Regions from separate parts of the Capsicum annuum genome. Here region 2 is linked to region 1. A link is a contact called in public Hi-C data. All regions are on one chromosome and are shown on one strand. The core of a region is the stretch at or near the end of the contact, and the rest is flanking DNA. Distances in the headings are between cores, read along the strand shown. Region 1 holds the start of LOC107877681. Region 2 holds the start of LOC107853029 (putative RING-H2 finger protein ATL71).

What was found. A called contact is a pair of places that touch in the nucleus more often than the background predicts.
Region 2: a Hi-C map of placenta shows a contact between it and region 1, with 3 times the contacts expected there. The contact joins the promoter of LOC107853029 here to the promoter of LOC107877681 in region 1. A contact is called at or near these places in 2 of 5 Hi-C or Micro-C datasets (leaf and placenta).

What each region holds. Positions count from the first base shown.
Region 1 is chr7:7,977,479-7,985,001 of UCD10Xv1.1, reverse strand. It overlaps LOC107877681, which reads left to right and starts at 3,137. Exons shown (of 9, transcript XM_016724371.2): 1 at 3,137-6,716; 2 at 6,856-7,049; 3 at 7,163-7,234; 4 at 7,377-7,523. The coding sequence starts at 3,716.
Region 2 is chr7:8,123,819-8,131,341 of UCD10Xv1.1, reverse strand. LOC107853029 (putative RING-H2 finger protein ATL71) reads right to left here and starts at 4,654. Exons shown (of 3, transcript XM_016698049.2): 1 at 4,398-4,654; 2 at 3,827-3,924; 3 at 159-775. The coding sequence starts at 4,490. The coding sequence ends at 478.

The DNA of each region.
Region 1 (7,523 bases), core at 1,888-4,387:
GTACACAAATTTTAATTTCACAAAGGTAAAGAGGTTGTTTCCCGTATATCCTCTGCTCAAATAAAAATAATACAAATCAGTTTTGAAAAAAGAAGCAACGAAAGTAAAAAACCTAAGGCAGAATGCTAAAGAAAGCATGACAACCCATATTGAAAGTGAAACAGTCACTACCACAAAATAATACGATAATTAAAGTATTAGAAACAATCAATAGTAATAGAAAAATAATAACTAGAAACTTCTAGAGTATTACAACTACTAGTATATAAGACTAAACATTAATTGTCAGTCTCACTTATCTGACCCTCTACCCTAATACGAGTTCTCCATAATTGTCTATTAAGGTTAAGTTCGCAATAAGGTGAAGTTGTGTCATGTCAAATCTAATCACCTCAGTACTTCTTAGACCTACTTCTAACTCTATTGTAACAACTCATAGGCAGCCTTTCACACCTCCACACTAGTATGTATCTGTGCATTTTCTCTCTATATGGCTGAATCATCTAACTCTCGCTTCTAATATCTTATCCTCCATCGAGAAAACTCCTACCATGTATTGATATCCTTATTTATATTTTTATCTCTTCTAGTATGTCCATATATCTGCTTCAATATTCTCATCTTCAAAACTTTCAACTTCTAAACGTGGGTGTTCTTGATTGGCCAACAGTTTGCTCCTAACAACATAACTGGTCTAACCACAACCTGTAGAACTTGCTTTTAAGTTTTAGCTGCACCTTCTTATCGCATAAAATTTCAGATGCGAGCCTTTATTTTTTTCATCCTGCACCAATACAATGCGTAACATACTCATTGATTTCTCCATCACACTAGATAATAGACCTAAGATACGTAAAGCTTCATTTCTTATGAATAATCTGTAAATCAAGTCTCACCTTCACAACATCATAAGTTACATCCCTGAACTTGCATTTCAAGTATTTTATCTTGATCTTGCTTAATGTTACCAAACCTCAAGCTTAATTAGCATTGACTCCCTTGTGAATTTGGTAGATTAGAACTATGTCATCGATAAATAAAATACACCAGGTCACCTCATCTCGGTATGCGGAATCAATTCATCCTTCACCAAGATAAACAAAAATTGACTTAGAGTTAATCCCTAATGCAAACTCAACTCAAATAGAAAATGACCTAACTCTCTAACCATTGTCCTTGCCCGTGTCTTCGGTTTATCGTACATGTTTTTAAGTGATCTAGTATACATCATGTGAACACTTTAGCCTTCGTGCACCTTTATAGAACCTTCCTCAAAATCTTGTCATAGGCTTTTTTCTAGGTTAATGAACATATATGCATATTTTTTTATCTTTTTTCTCTGTATTGTTTCACTAGTTTCCTGTAGAGATGTCTTTTGTAGTTGAACATCTCGATATAAATTTGAACTAATCCCCTAAAATAAACACGTCTAGTCTTAGCTCCACCACTTCAAATCTTCACAGTGTGATTTATTAATTTAATTTTCCTTTCAATTAGTTGTTGCACTTTTGAATGCCACCCCAGTTTTTATATAATGAGATCGTCATACTCTATCTCCATTCATTTGACATTTTAATTTTCTTAAAAATGATGTGAAACAACTTAGTCAGCTATTCCATACCTACCTTGTTGCGTTCTTTCAAAATTCCACCAAAATTTCACTTGACACAATCTATCTCTCCCTATGCATCGTTCTATGAATAACACCCTTAACGCCCTCAACATGTATACACCTACAATGCCCAAAATCATAATATCTCTCAAACTATTCTAAATCTTATGACACAATGTTCGTGTTCCTTTTTTTGCTCAAAAGTTTATGAAAGTATGACAATCATCTTCATTTAATAAGTATAGCTCATTTTTATTTGCTTTTTTCAAAGCTCATCCATTCATTTTGCTCGCAACTATCCTATAAGTTCTCCTAGTAAAAAGAATTAGACATTCATCTTTTTTTTTAAAGAGAAATGGTCAAATATCCCCTCCCCCAACTTTTACCTCAAATCCCAACTACACACTTATACTTTGAGAAGGTCCTATGACCTCCCTGAACTATTTTAAAATGAAATTATTATCCCTCCAATGCTAACATGGCAAGAGAGTGTGTTTCACTCTCTTTAAAAAGAATAAGAACAAAAATATTTTATTAAAAAATTATTTTTATTTTTTCTTTAAATAAATATATATAATTTTAATTATTATTTTTCTTTCTTCTTCTTCTTCCCCAATTCTTCTTCTTCTTCAATGACATCTAAGAATGACAATTAATTTTTTTTTTCTTCTTCAATGGCATCCAAGAACCCATAAATGGCAATTAAATTATTTTCTCCTTCTTCTTCTTCAATTCTTCTTCTTCTTCAATGGCATCCAAGAACCCATCAATGACAATTAATTTTTTTTCTTCTTCTTCAATTCTTCTTCTGCTTCTTCAATGGCATCCAAGAGCAATTTTTTTTCTTCTTCAATGGGATCCAAGAACTCATCAATGATATTTCCTTTTATTCTTCTTCTTTTTCAATGGCATCCAAGAACTCGAATTACGTGAGAATATTGAATCAATTCAGATTGAAAAATAAAGTCACTGAAATTTTGAATTTTCCGGCGCCATCACTGTTGCGATACCATTTTGTGAAAATCGAATATTTTTTGAACATTAATTGTTGATTTGATTTTGATAAGATTACATATCGTGTGAATTCTATATGATTTATTATGCCATTGAAGAAGAAGAATAGAAGAAGAAGAGGAAGAAGAAGAAGATGATGATGATGTGGCATGACGTGGAATTAATTTTTATAGTAAAAAAATGATATATGACATGGAATTACGTGACATAACACGTGGCAGCGCGTGTTAACCACAAATCAAAATAAAATTTGGGTATGAGTTTTTAGAAAGGTATATTCCACTTTAAAATAATTTGGAGATAATAATTTCATTTTAAAATAGTTTAGGGGATCATAGGACCTTTCAAAGTATAAATGTGTAGTTGAAATTTGGGACAAAAGTGGGGGTATTTGATCATTTTCTCTTTTTAAAGTGTTGCTTTCAACTTTTTTTCTTTAAAAAAAAAAAATTGCTTTTAGATCCTTCCTTAATTAGATCCTTCCCCAAATTGACTAAATTTTGCAAAATTGAAACACTTCTGCATGCAGTCTTCCACGTGCCCTTTCCCCCTATTATCTTCTCTTTCTCTCAAATTTCAATTTCTTTAATATCTTTCTGCTAATTTTTTTTTCAAGAAATAAAAAATAAAAATAAAAATCAAAATCAAAATCATAGGCACCTTCCTCTTCCATTTCTAGAATTTTGATAGCGACCCACTCATATTTTTCTGCAAAAAATTTCAGAAAAAAAAAATGATTTTAAAAAATTATAAGGGAATTTGTATATTTTTTTTTGGTATCTCAGCTATACAAATATAGAAATTAGCAAGAAAGTGCTGTTCTTCTTCTTCTTCTTGTTATCCACTACTTTCTTGGAGGTAATTTTTCAGTTAGATGTTGTTTGGTTACTGAATACATATGTTTCTTGAAAACCCCTTTTGATTTTCTTGTATTTGGGTGAACCCCATTAGGGTTTATTGAGGTAATTTTTAGTTCAAAGTTGCTATTTTTAGTAATTTGGGGTTCTTGGTTTTTGTATTTGTTTAATGTAGAAATAGTAATTTTGGGTTTTGGTGGTAAAAAAAATTGAATCTTGATTTGTAAAGATTATGGCTTTTGAACAAAGTTCAATACCTAAAGATTTGAGGCCATTGAATATTGTTAGGACAGTGGCAGAAGAATCGGGTCGACCCGTTGAGGGGTTTTATGGTAACCCGACCCGGGATGTTGGAGGTAGTCCTGGAACTATACAAGGGGTTTATTATCCTGCTACTGTAGCTGATGGAGGGTTTGTAGGTTTAGGATATGCTAATAATGCGGGTTCGGTGGCAGCTGGGTGGGTCCCACAGGTTGTTGGTTCGCAGCCACCGGGTGTTGTGAGTGTTGGTGTTGTGAATTCGGGTAGTGGGTTGTCGCATAATTTGAATTCCGGGGGAAGGGTTGGTAGTAATGCGTCTGAGCGTGCTACCGATGATGGTGGTGGTGATGGTTCGGTGTCAGGGAGGAAAGTTAAGTTTTTGTGTAGTTTTGGTGGGAGGATAATCCCGAGGCCGAGTGATGGGGCATTGAGATATGTAGGTGGACAGACTAGAATTATTAGTGTTAGGAGGGATGTGAGTTTTGCGGAGCTGGTTCGCAAGATGGTAGATACTTATGGGCAGGATGTGACGATTAAGTACCAGTTGCCTGATGAGGATCTTGATGCACTTGTGACCGTTTCTTGTTCAGAAGATCTTGAAAATATGATGGATGAGTATGAAAAGTTGGTTGAAAGAGCGTCAGATGGGTCTGCTAAATTGAGGGTGTTTCTTTTTTCGTCTTCAGAGCTTGAATCGTCCGTTGTAGCGCAATTAGGAGATCTACAAGATAGTGGACAGAGGTATGTCGAGGCAGTGAATGGGATTAGTAATGGAGTTGGTGGTATTGGTCTTGCTAGGAAAGTGAGTAACGCTAGTGCTGGTTCCACCCAGAATTCAGAATTTAGTGGCTCTGAAGCTATGGATGGCTTAGGTCATGGTCAGGGGGAGCTTAGAGCTGTACCTTCTTTTGACGCATTATCACCTAGTGGGACTTCTGCTACCTCTCAAGAACCGGTTTACAGTTTGGTGTCTCCAGATGCACATCCCGCAGCTCATGCTGATGCTTCTGTTGCTCCAGTGACCATTCCATTAGTTGTTCCTGGTACAGTGTCAAGTGTATCTGCTCAGCCGGAGCACGGGTTAGAGAAAGTTATGCCTGTTGCTGCACAGCAGCAACAAATGGGTTATGATATGCAGCAAACAGGAGTGACTTATCCAGGAACTACACCATATGTCCCAGTTTATGTGGATCCTCAGAGGGAGACTGCAAGCCGTACAGATTATGTTCAGATCCCTTCCCAAATGGGATTCCCAAGACAGCTTTTGGGAACGGTTGGGCCAGTAATCAATCAGCAGCATATAATTGCTGGTGGTTCGACTCAGCAGTTTGTCCCTGCTCTTCACATGACAATGACTCCTTCAGGCCATGTCAGTATGAATCCTAATCTGGTTGCCTCACAGATTCAGCCCCAACATGTTAGGTTAGAACATTATCCTGCAGAAGGAACATTGGGGCAGAGAGTTGTGCAGTTACCTATTGACCAAGGATATAGTGTCTATCAGCATCATGCCCCTCCTGCAGGTCTTGGAGGAGCTTATGGATGGCACCAGGTTCCGCAGACTCAGCAGGTGCAGGTGCCACTTTCTGAAGGTCAGGTGCCTCAACCACTGGTTACTGGTTCTGAGGCATCACCTAGGTTTGATGACTGTCTAATGTGTCAAAAGTCGCTGCCTCATGCACACTCAGATTCAATAGCACAAAACCAAAGAGAGAGTCCTGCAAGCACAGTATCTGACTTTAATCCAGTGCATCATAGCCTTAGGTTGGATGAGAGGGGGCGGCCTATTTACCAAGCTGTTACAACAGGAAACCTGGGTGAGGGAGCTGCTGTTGGGCAAAGATTTGGGGGTCAGATGGATCATGGAGTTGGAAAAGGCCAAGGTGAGGTAATTGGAGGCTCACAAACTGTTGATAAACAGCATGAATATGATAGAAACCTTCAAAAACCTGAGTTCGCAGAGCACCCAAAGGTGTCAGTTCCCCAAGGTGTGATAGGGTTAACAAGTACGGTGCAGCAATCACCTTATGGAGTTTTTGTTGGTGCTGTTCCTCAACCATGCCATGTTAATGCCACTGAGCAGCTTCTGGTTCCATCACAATATCAGGTTAAACAGGAAGTTGCGGTGAACAAACCAGTCAATAGTGATTACCTTGTGGTTGGAGGCGTGCCTGGTCAAACACTGGATAACTTAAGTGGTGAATCTCCCAAGAATTATAGTGGAACCGTACCTACCATGCTTCCGAAAGAAAATGATGTAGAATCTGTAACGGCTTACAACCATTTGAGGCAAATTGAGGGAAGGATAGAAAATCTCCTGATGAACCCTGCTGAAATTTCAGCAAATAATGAGCAGAGGAAGCCAGCTGTTGATTACTTTAGAAGGGAAGACATCTTGAGTAACAGAGTACAACCGTTTGGTGGGATGGAGGGATATCCAGGGTTGGTTACTAGTAACGTGAATCCAAATGAAATACCTGTTTCTCCAAATGAGAATCGTCTCTTGCACAACCTTCAGGCTGCAGAAGGGTATGAAGTCTCTCAGCATCCTGTTATGACAAATCCAGGTGTGCATGCCCAACCGAACTTGATCCCAGGTGAAAAATCTACCCATCTAACTGCCGCCCATGCAACAGAAAGAACTCCAGCTATTGGTGAATGGAAAGACGGGGCTCAGCATTTCCAGCCAATGTTGAGTCCTACAACTGCTGAAATGGCCATTCTTGATAGTACTGCACCATTTGTACAGGAGAATTCAAATTCTCTATATAGCTACCAGGATCCATGGAATTTGCAACATGATGCCCATTTCCCTCCTCCTAAACCGAGTAAACTTCAGCTAAAAAAGGAAGCTGCTGGCACCAAGGATTATTCTGGCGAGAATTGTTTTGACAATAGTGAGTTGCCAACTATTACTAGTGGTGGATTACAAACACAGATTCGGTTGGAGGATGGAGCTTACCTTCCCTCAGGTAATACAGATTACAGTTCAGATCAATCATGGTCCAAGAAAGGTGAGAAGCTTCGATTTGCTTCTTTCTGGAATTTAGTATTGGTAGATCATAGTATGTTCTTGCAGTCCTAACTGTTTTCTCCTATTTGCTATTGAAGGCTCAGAGGAGGAAATGATCAAACAAGAACTTCAGGCTGTTGCTGAGGGCGTCGCTGCTTCTGTTCTTCACTCATCAACTCCATCTAATGCTGATCCGTCCACACATGGGAGGAGTGAGTCACCATCTTCAAGTCAACGGAATGCTGAATTTGAAAACATTAATGCCGGAAAGGACCCCAAGGATAAATTTGAGGTCTTAAATTCTCTCACACAAACAACAGCTGCTTCTATGCAAGTTCTTTAGAATCAGTTTCTTATATCTTATCTTTGCCAGTCTTTTGCTAATAGCTAGCAATCTCTGTTCAGGAAACTAAAACTAAATTTCCAGAGAGAGCAAATTTTGGGTTTCCTGTATCAGATGGCATTGGGCGCTTGCAGGTTCGACATTTCTTGTCCAGTGCAATTTCCATAATTTGTTATACCTAACTGGAAAAATGAACTGACCTTTTACTGCCACTGCTACGTCGCAATTTTTTCATTTTCCTGTCTTTTTTAAAAAATATTGCCTTCTCGTGAATAGATTATAAAGAATGATGACCTCGAGGAGATTCGGGAATTGGGTTCTGGTACATTTGGCACTGTTTATCATGGAAAGTGGAGGGGTACTGATGTTGCAATTAAAAGGATTAACGACAGGTGTTTTGCTGGGAAAGCTTCAGAACAAGAG
Region 2 (7,523 bases), core at 3,405-5,904, 140 kb before region 1:
CCAACACTGATAGTATTAGCATCTGATCAGGATTTGTATTTCTTTAGGAAAGAAAAAAAAAATTGATCTATTTTCGTTTGGTGTTTTTTTTTTTCTTTTTCTTTTTGAAAAAGGAAGTTGCAACTTGCAAATTACCAAAATAACATAAAAACACTATAAAACAAGGAATTCAAATGCTCAGAATTTCTAAATAGTAGAAACATGTTTAATGAAAGTCCTAAATATCTCAAGAGTCACACTTCTCTAGCAAACATTGACTTATTTAAAACACAAAAAGGGTGGACTAGTTGATCTAGTGATACATCATACAATCCTCTTATTCAAAACTTCTCATGTACAAACTCCACAAACAACAGTAGTAACAACTACGTCTCACTCCCAAACAAGTTAGGATCGGCTCCATGAATCCCAACACCTTCATTTAAGCTAATTCCATATCATCTGTACAAACTATACGCGCGGTCGCGATCCACTTATTCAAGTGACAATCTCCATTCTACAGCAAGGACAATAGGGATAATTCTCCAACCAGGGAACCAAACAACATGAATGGAACTTGTGGTCACATTGCAAATGGATTAGGTTATCTCCAATCTTGAATTGGTCCAAGCAAATGGTGCATTCATCATTTTCTGAACCCTCCCATTGCTTTCTCACCCTGCTAAACGTCTTTATCCCATTTTGCTTCAGTCCAATCATCTCTTTCTTCTGCAAAGTATTTGATTCTACTTGCCCGTTTTCGACATCCTTGCATCTTTCTTCCTTACTCTTAGTCCTGTTTTTAATAACCACAACAAATAAGTATAATCTCACTAAGATCTTATGTTGATCGGACTCTCCAAAATGCTGTCGAACCTGTGCCGGATCCTCCAAAAATGCACTGTTTTGGAGGAACCGACACACACCTGGCAGTCTGAAGGGTCTGAGCAACACAGTTGAGATCACATTACCAGAAAATGTTTTAACTAAGGACTGAATATGAGGGTTAGTAAACATGCCTCAAGAAAAACAATCACTTGGTTGATGGAATGAAAAAATTTGCACACACCGATATCTGTATCTAATCAATAGATACATGGCATGTACTTTTTAAATACAACTTATCACTTGACAAAGTTTAATCTCACATAACCATGATAAACATAAGTTAGTTCGGTGTAAACATCAGGTGTTTTCTGATATTGGTATCCAATAAGCAATGGAATCGATATCAATGAAATATTATAAATGCTTGAGCATCCACAGATTCGATTTGTAGATAACGAGGACAAAAGGATTCAAACTTCAGTCAATAATGTTCCTTTGATTAGCATGACATGCAAGGTTTACTTGAGATTATCCTTTATGTTTGAGGATAGGCAAAGTAACGGCAGCAGACTACTGACTTGTGAGAGGTAAAAAGAATGTCCAAACTCTATTCTTCATCCCATTCCATAGAAGTGATGAAATCCAACCACAATGTATATGCAAACCATGACCCGGAAGATAAATCTTCACTTCTACCCCCACCACCCAAGGCTCCCTGGACGCCCCCCAAAAGAGCGTAGTAAAATAAAATTTATGAGCTCGGGACTACAACAATGACTACTACGCCTTAGTCCCAAATAAGTTGGGGTGAGCTAAATGATCGTCATTTCATCATTTAAGCTCACATCATATCATTATTGTGGGCTCATGACTGGAGAAACAAATTTACCAGGATGCAGAACACAGAGAATGCACTTAAGTGAAAATAATCAAACAAAATATTTATATATATTTCTTTCTTTTTCATCATTCATAAAGCATCCATTTGTAGGCATCTTCAGATATATTTCTTAATAACAACATACAGTGTATATATTTCAGATATACTAGGTAGGTTAACAAAAGCACCATGTTCTGAAAGTAGTTCCTTTAAATGGCAACAGTCAATACTGGATACTAATTAAACTGCCAAATTCCTCATTTTTTCACATTAATCCCACTTTCAGTCTTTAGGTTGGTTTGTTTATCGGCAATTGAAAAAATCAATATCGATTGGATCCACTGATATGCATTTTTTTCGTTCATCTGCTTAAACGATTACCGCGAGTAAACTTATAGGAATGATTGGATTTCACTTCATTAAATGGCTACTTCCAAGGTAAGTTCAAAACAAGATGCTTCCGCCGATCCCGCAAGTTGCATATCAAGCATCAAGAAGCCAACTTTCCCACAGAGAAATACCATTTAGAGCTTCATATCAAGAAGATCCAAACTGGTTATCTCATACAGAGAATGACAACCCCGTGGAAGTTTCGGATACTCCACGTTACCAGATTGACGAGAAAGAGTGAAGTAGTTCTACACGTCATATAAATACACACAATCTCTATTCACTACAGAGGTAGAAAAAAGCCCAATTACGCAAATCAGTTAGAATGGACAAAACTCAGTTATTTATACAGAGATGTCAAGCTACGTTATGTATAGCTCAATTAATGCAAACTGTCACGCTCAGCGATATACAGCTGCCTGTAAGTGAAGTTATCTATACCTATGAACATTTAGAATGGACGGAATTTGTTATCCCCAAGGTAAGCTCAAAACAAGATACTTCTGCCAATCCCAGAAGTTACAATTCTCAGGCATCAAGAGGCCAAATTCCTTCCGAAACATCATTTAGGGCGTTATATCAAGAAGACCAAACCAGTGATTTCACACGGACAATGGCAACTGTACAGAAGTTCCGAATACTTATGCCGTGGTAGTTGACGAGTAAGAGTGAAATAATTCTACAAATCATATAAATACAGACCAGATCTAAAAAACTCAGTTATGCATAATGCAGTTCAAACGGACAAGACTCGATTATACATAGAGAAATGACAAGATCATTTATGTATAGCTCATTAGAATGAACTGTCAAGCCCAGTTACGATAAATGATAGCTGCCTCTAATTGAGGTTAACTATACCTATGAATAGTTAGAATGGGCGGAAAATATCCCCCAATTACATGCAAATCACTTGCAGTTTGTCCATTAGTTTTAGCTTTTTCTTGCAAAGTCGAGAGGGTAAAGGTGTCCGAGGTTATATATGAAGGAGAATCATTTATCCTACCCCATACACAAGGGATATGTTTAGTTAAAAACTCGGTTTTATTTTATCTCGAAGAAGTGAGAATCACCTTTTTCTATATTTAGAGTACAAGCAAAATATGCTCTCCTAACAAGATTTATGAGCATTGAATAGAGAGCGCTTTCCCTTCAATGGGCCCTATGCAATGCAATTCGGATTCGAACGATTTCAGGATACTAAGACAAATAAATGGTAATACACAAGAATCTCCATAATACAAGCAATATATGTTATCTCCTAATTAGGTTTTAGAGTCTTATGAGGTAACATTGAGCTAACTGAACCAACCCTTTGGGATTGGTTAGAGATGACTTCATAATGGAGGTTTCAAGTTCGAAATCCCTGCCTATGACAGCAGGGGGTTGGCCTTTTGGATCGAGCTCGTTACACTGGGCTCGCCTAGTGCAGGTTTATCTCTCCTGTGTGGTTTACAAGCTGCTTCACAGGAGCAGGGTAGCTGCTACCGATTCCCTCACAAAAAAAAAAAAATAAAAATTGAGCTAACTGAACTACAAGAACTATGGGAACAACTTACCAAAACTTCATTCAGTAAACTAAAATCACCAGATAATTTTAAGCAAAACAGAACGGCAATCCAGTGCACTAAAGCTCCGGCTATGCACAAGTCCGGATAAGGGACAGACCACAAGTGTCTATTGTACACAGCCTTACCTTGCATTTAAGCAAAATGAGACAAATTATGTACAGAACAAGCTGGAAATTACCTTCTTAGCCTATGATCCAATCTCTGTTTGGCTTCTCTAGCTTTTTCACCTAGATCCTCATCATTATATCCATTACTTCCTATAATTCTTTGCTTTACCTGCTCATTTCAAATGCAAAACACATCAATATACTTAAAAAAATTTCATTCTTTCACTCTATTCACATCAAGATTCACCACAAAAGTTGTGTAGAGGCGGATCCAAAATTTAAAGTTTATACATTCTTCCTACAAGTATAAGTTAATATACCATAATCACTGAATTCACAGTCAAATATTTACAAATATTTAGGGGTTGTTTGGTATAGGAAATGACACAACTTATTCCGTCACTATAATATAAATAAATAGTGAAATAAATAATTTCGAGACTAATTAGTACCATTAACTAAACGCATGTGCATTTTATCACAAAGTTATTATCCTTCATCTCTCCTGCCAAACGACCCGTCAATGAATTCCTTAACAAATATACATGTCCAAAGCAAAATTTTCAAGAAGGAAATTCAAAATATAAAAAAGTAAATACACTAAAAAAATCAGAAAATTCAAGGTCTATTATATATACATACCTTGGAAGAAGTAGAAGGGCTAAGTGATTCAAAAGATCTAAACTGATAACCCCTTTTAGTAATACATAGAATTCCAAGAAACAAACCAGACATTTTACATTTATGACTTAACCAATTTTGGAGAAATTGAGAGAAAATTATGTTACATGCTATTTTTATTTTTGTCTTTTAGGATGTTGGTTGGGCAAAATTTTGGGATAAAGTTTTCCAGCAATGATGAAGTTGAAACTTTAAGAAAATAAATACTCCCTCATTACTTTTCACATGCTCCGATGTTTTCGTGAGTTAATTTAATTTAATTTTTAAATTAAATTAAAGTAATTAATTTTTATTTTTTTTTAAATTTAGATATTAAAAATTTACAAATTTTAAGTTATTTAAATTTAATTAAAAAATATATTTTAAATATAGATGAGTCTAAAAATGTAGGGAATCGTGATTTGCAACTAAAAAAGTAACGTGTCTAAAAAACAGTTGCTCCACTTTGAGAGTTGGACATAAGTTATTGGTTTATTGATCACCTACCAACTCAAACTAGATAATGCTAAAGTAATTACTAAGATTTACATGTATACACAAACTAAGAATACCTTATTACATTAAATATTAATTTGATAAAGTATTTATATAAATCCAAAACTAATCACATAAATCTCCTTTTTTGTTACTTTCTCTTTCATAAATCTTACACATCTAAAACACTATATTTTCTTCCGTATTTTGCTCCCCATCTAATTACACCTGATATTTTCTCCACATTTGAAAACTCTTTTTTCACGGTAAAATTTAAGTAATCTACTTGGAGGTTATCAATTTGTAAGTTTTGAAGCTTTAATTGATTTTATTGATTTACTTCTTTTTTTCAACTTTAGGATTTGTTTCATTTATTCTCTGAATGCATGTTCGTTTCTATGAAATTACTGTATTTTGCAAGTATATTCAACTTTCGTAGTTTGTTTTTTTCGTTTTTTCTTCATATACTACAAGTTGGATTTTTTATTTTCTTGGTTTGTACTTGCTTTTGTTTAATCGATATAGTATAAAATTGGTAATGGATTCTCGTCCTAACTTTAGTTTAGGACTTAATCAGTTAGATTCTCAAAAACAAGATATTCACATTGGGTTTGTTCCTGGTACATTTGATTGCGAAGAACCCAATTTCGCAGAGAATCGTTCAAAGTATCGAAACGAATCGGCAACAATGTAGAAATTGAAGGAAGCGGCTAGTTCTAGATCGAAGAAGTCAGGTTCTAAAGCGGCAAGTAAGAAGAAGTTTGATGATTCCGGTCGACCACGTTTTCCGAAGATATTGATTATGAGTTTATGTATAAGTTGACATAGGTATAATAAGACATTATACATTAGCTATTTCATCCCACTAATGTATAATGTAGGTATTCTGAAATATATTTCTATAGGTTATACATTGCCAGTTATGAAAAAACAAACAATTATAAAGTATTAATTTTGATATTAATTTTGAGATGTGTAAGTTACCCTCAGACATGTGTAATTGTTGTTTATTTAGGGTCTGATATAAATTGTTAGATGTATAAATAACCATCATACATTTATATTTGTTGTTTAATTATGGTCCTAATTTAAATTTTTAGATGTATAAGTTACCCTCATACAAGTTTAACTGTTATTTTTAGATTGCAATAAGCAAAGTACATGAAAACTTGCTTCAAATTATCAACTTTCAAATATTGATGAGAATGGGAAGGAATCGTGTTTGGATTATTATACTTATTATTCTTCATCTAAAGTTTTGGTTAGGAAATATGTTGGCTTAGATGAAAAAAGTATTGTAATTCTCAAACTCAATGGTTCAAGTTTGCGTTAGCCAATGTTTAGTAGAGTTTAAGAGATTTTTTCGATAGGAGCCCATATGTAGAATTGCATTGAGTATGCTGTTATGTTGACATGAATAGAGTTGCAACTTATTATATTTTTTACATAATTTTTGAATATATAATTTTAGTAATATTGAGTTGATCTTATCTGCTTAATTAACTCTCGTGAAGCAAAAATATCACTTAACTTGAAGCCGATTAAGTAAATAATAAGTAACAATTTGAAGCGATCTACATGATATACAAATATAGATTATAATCTTATTTATTACTATTTCATACCAATCTACTATCTGTTAACTAGGACTCTAAAAGAGAACGTGTATCTTGTGAACCAAGCCATACTACAAATTTAACAGGTTTTAGTAAACCATCTATTTTATTTTTTAACCAATTTTATATATTATGGAAAATTGTGGATAATTTATCTTTTAAGTGACCTGATTAGATACAAATTAAGAGATGGTGTACATTTGACCCAAAACATACTACAAACTTTTCACGTTATAGTAAATTACCTATATTTTGTTTCAACTAGTTTTACTTATTGTGATAAATTAAGTATAGTCTTTTACATAACCTGATAGGATACAAATTCTTTTAAGCTATTACCACTTATAATTCGAACAGAATTCTCCCCAATAGATCAGATAAGGATTAGTTTTTTGAGATAAATTTTATTTTGTCCGATCACATCAACATTAACTACTGCTAAATATACGAGATCAATCAATTCTTTTCGTTCAATATAACTAACTTTATTTGATATGTGTAATCGCTATTTTTGATAGACCCTCGGCTTATGTTCTTTGATACTCTTCGGATAAAAACATGATGAAATTAGCCAGAATATTTATTTTTCTTTGCTCTTTTGCAATTTTTTTTCATTGTTTACCATTATCAACAAGTTCTAGATGGATAGTAGATGATGCAACTGGTGAAAGAGTAAAATTAGTTTGTGGCAATAGGCTTGGCCATATAGAGACCATGTTACCAGAATGCCTAGATCTGCAGCCCATTAGCCATATTGCTAGGCACATTTTCGATTCATTCATAGAAGACGTCTTCAAGATCCACTTGCAGTCTTTGTAACGACAATTCAGTACATAGCTTTAATTTATTTAGACTGAGTCAATGTATTAAACAAAAGTATTAAATAGATATATATGGACAAAATGCAATTCCTGGCATTGCCCCAATTTTCATTATACATTTGTCCGAATGTATAATTAAATATTATACATTTGTAATTTAATTATTCAACTACATA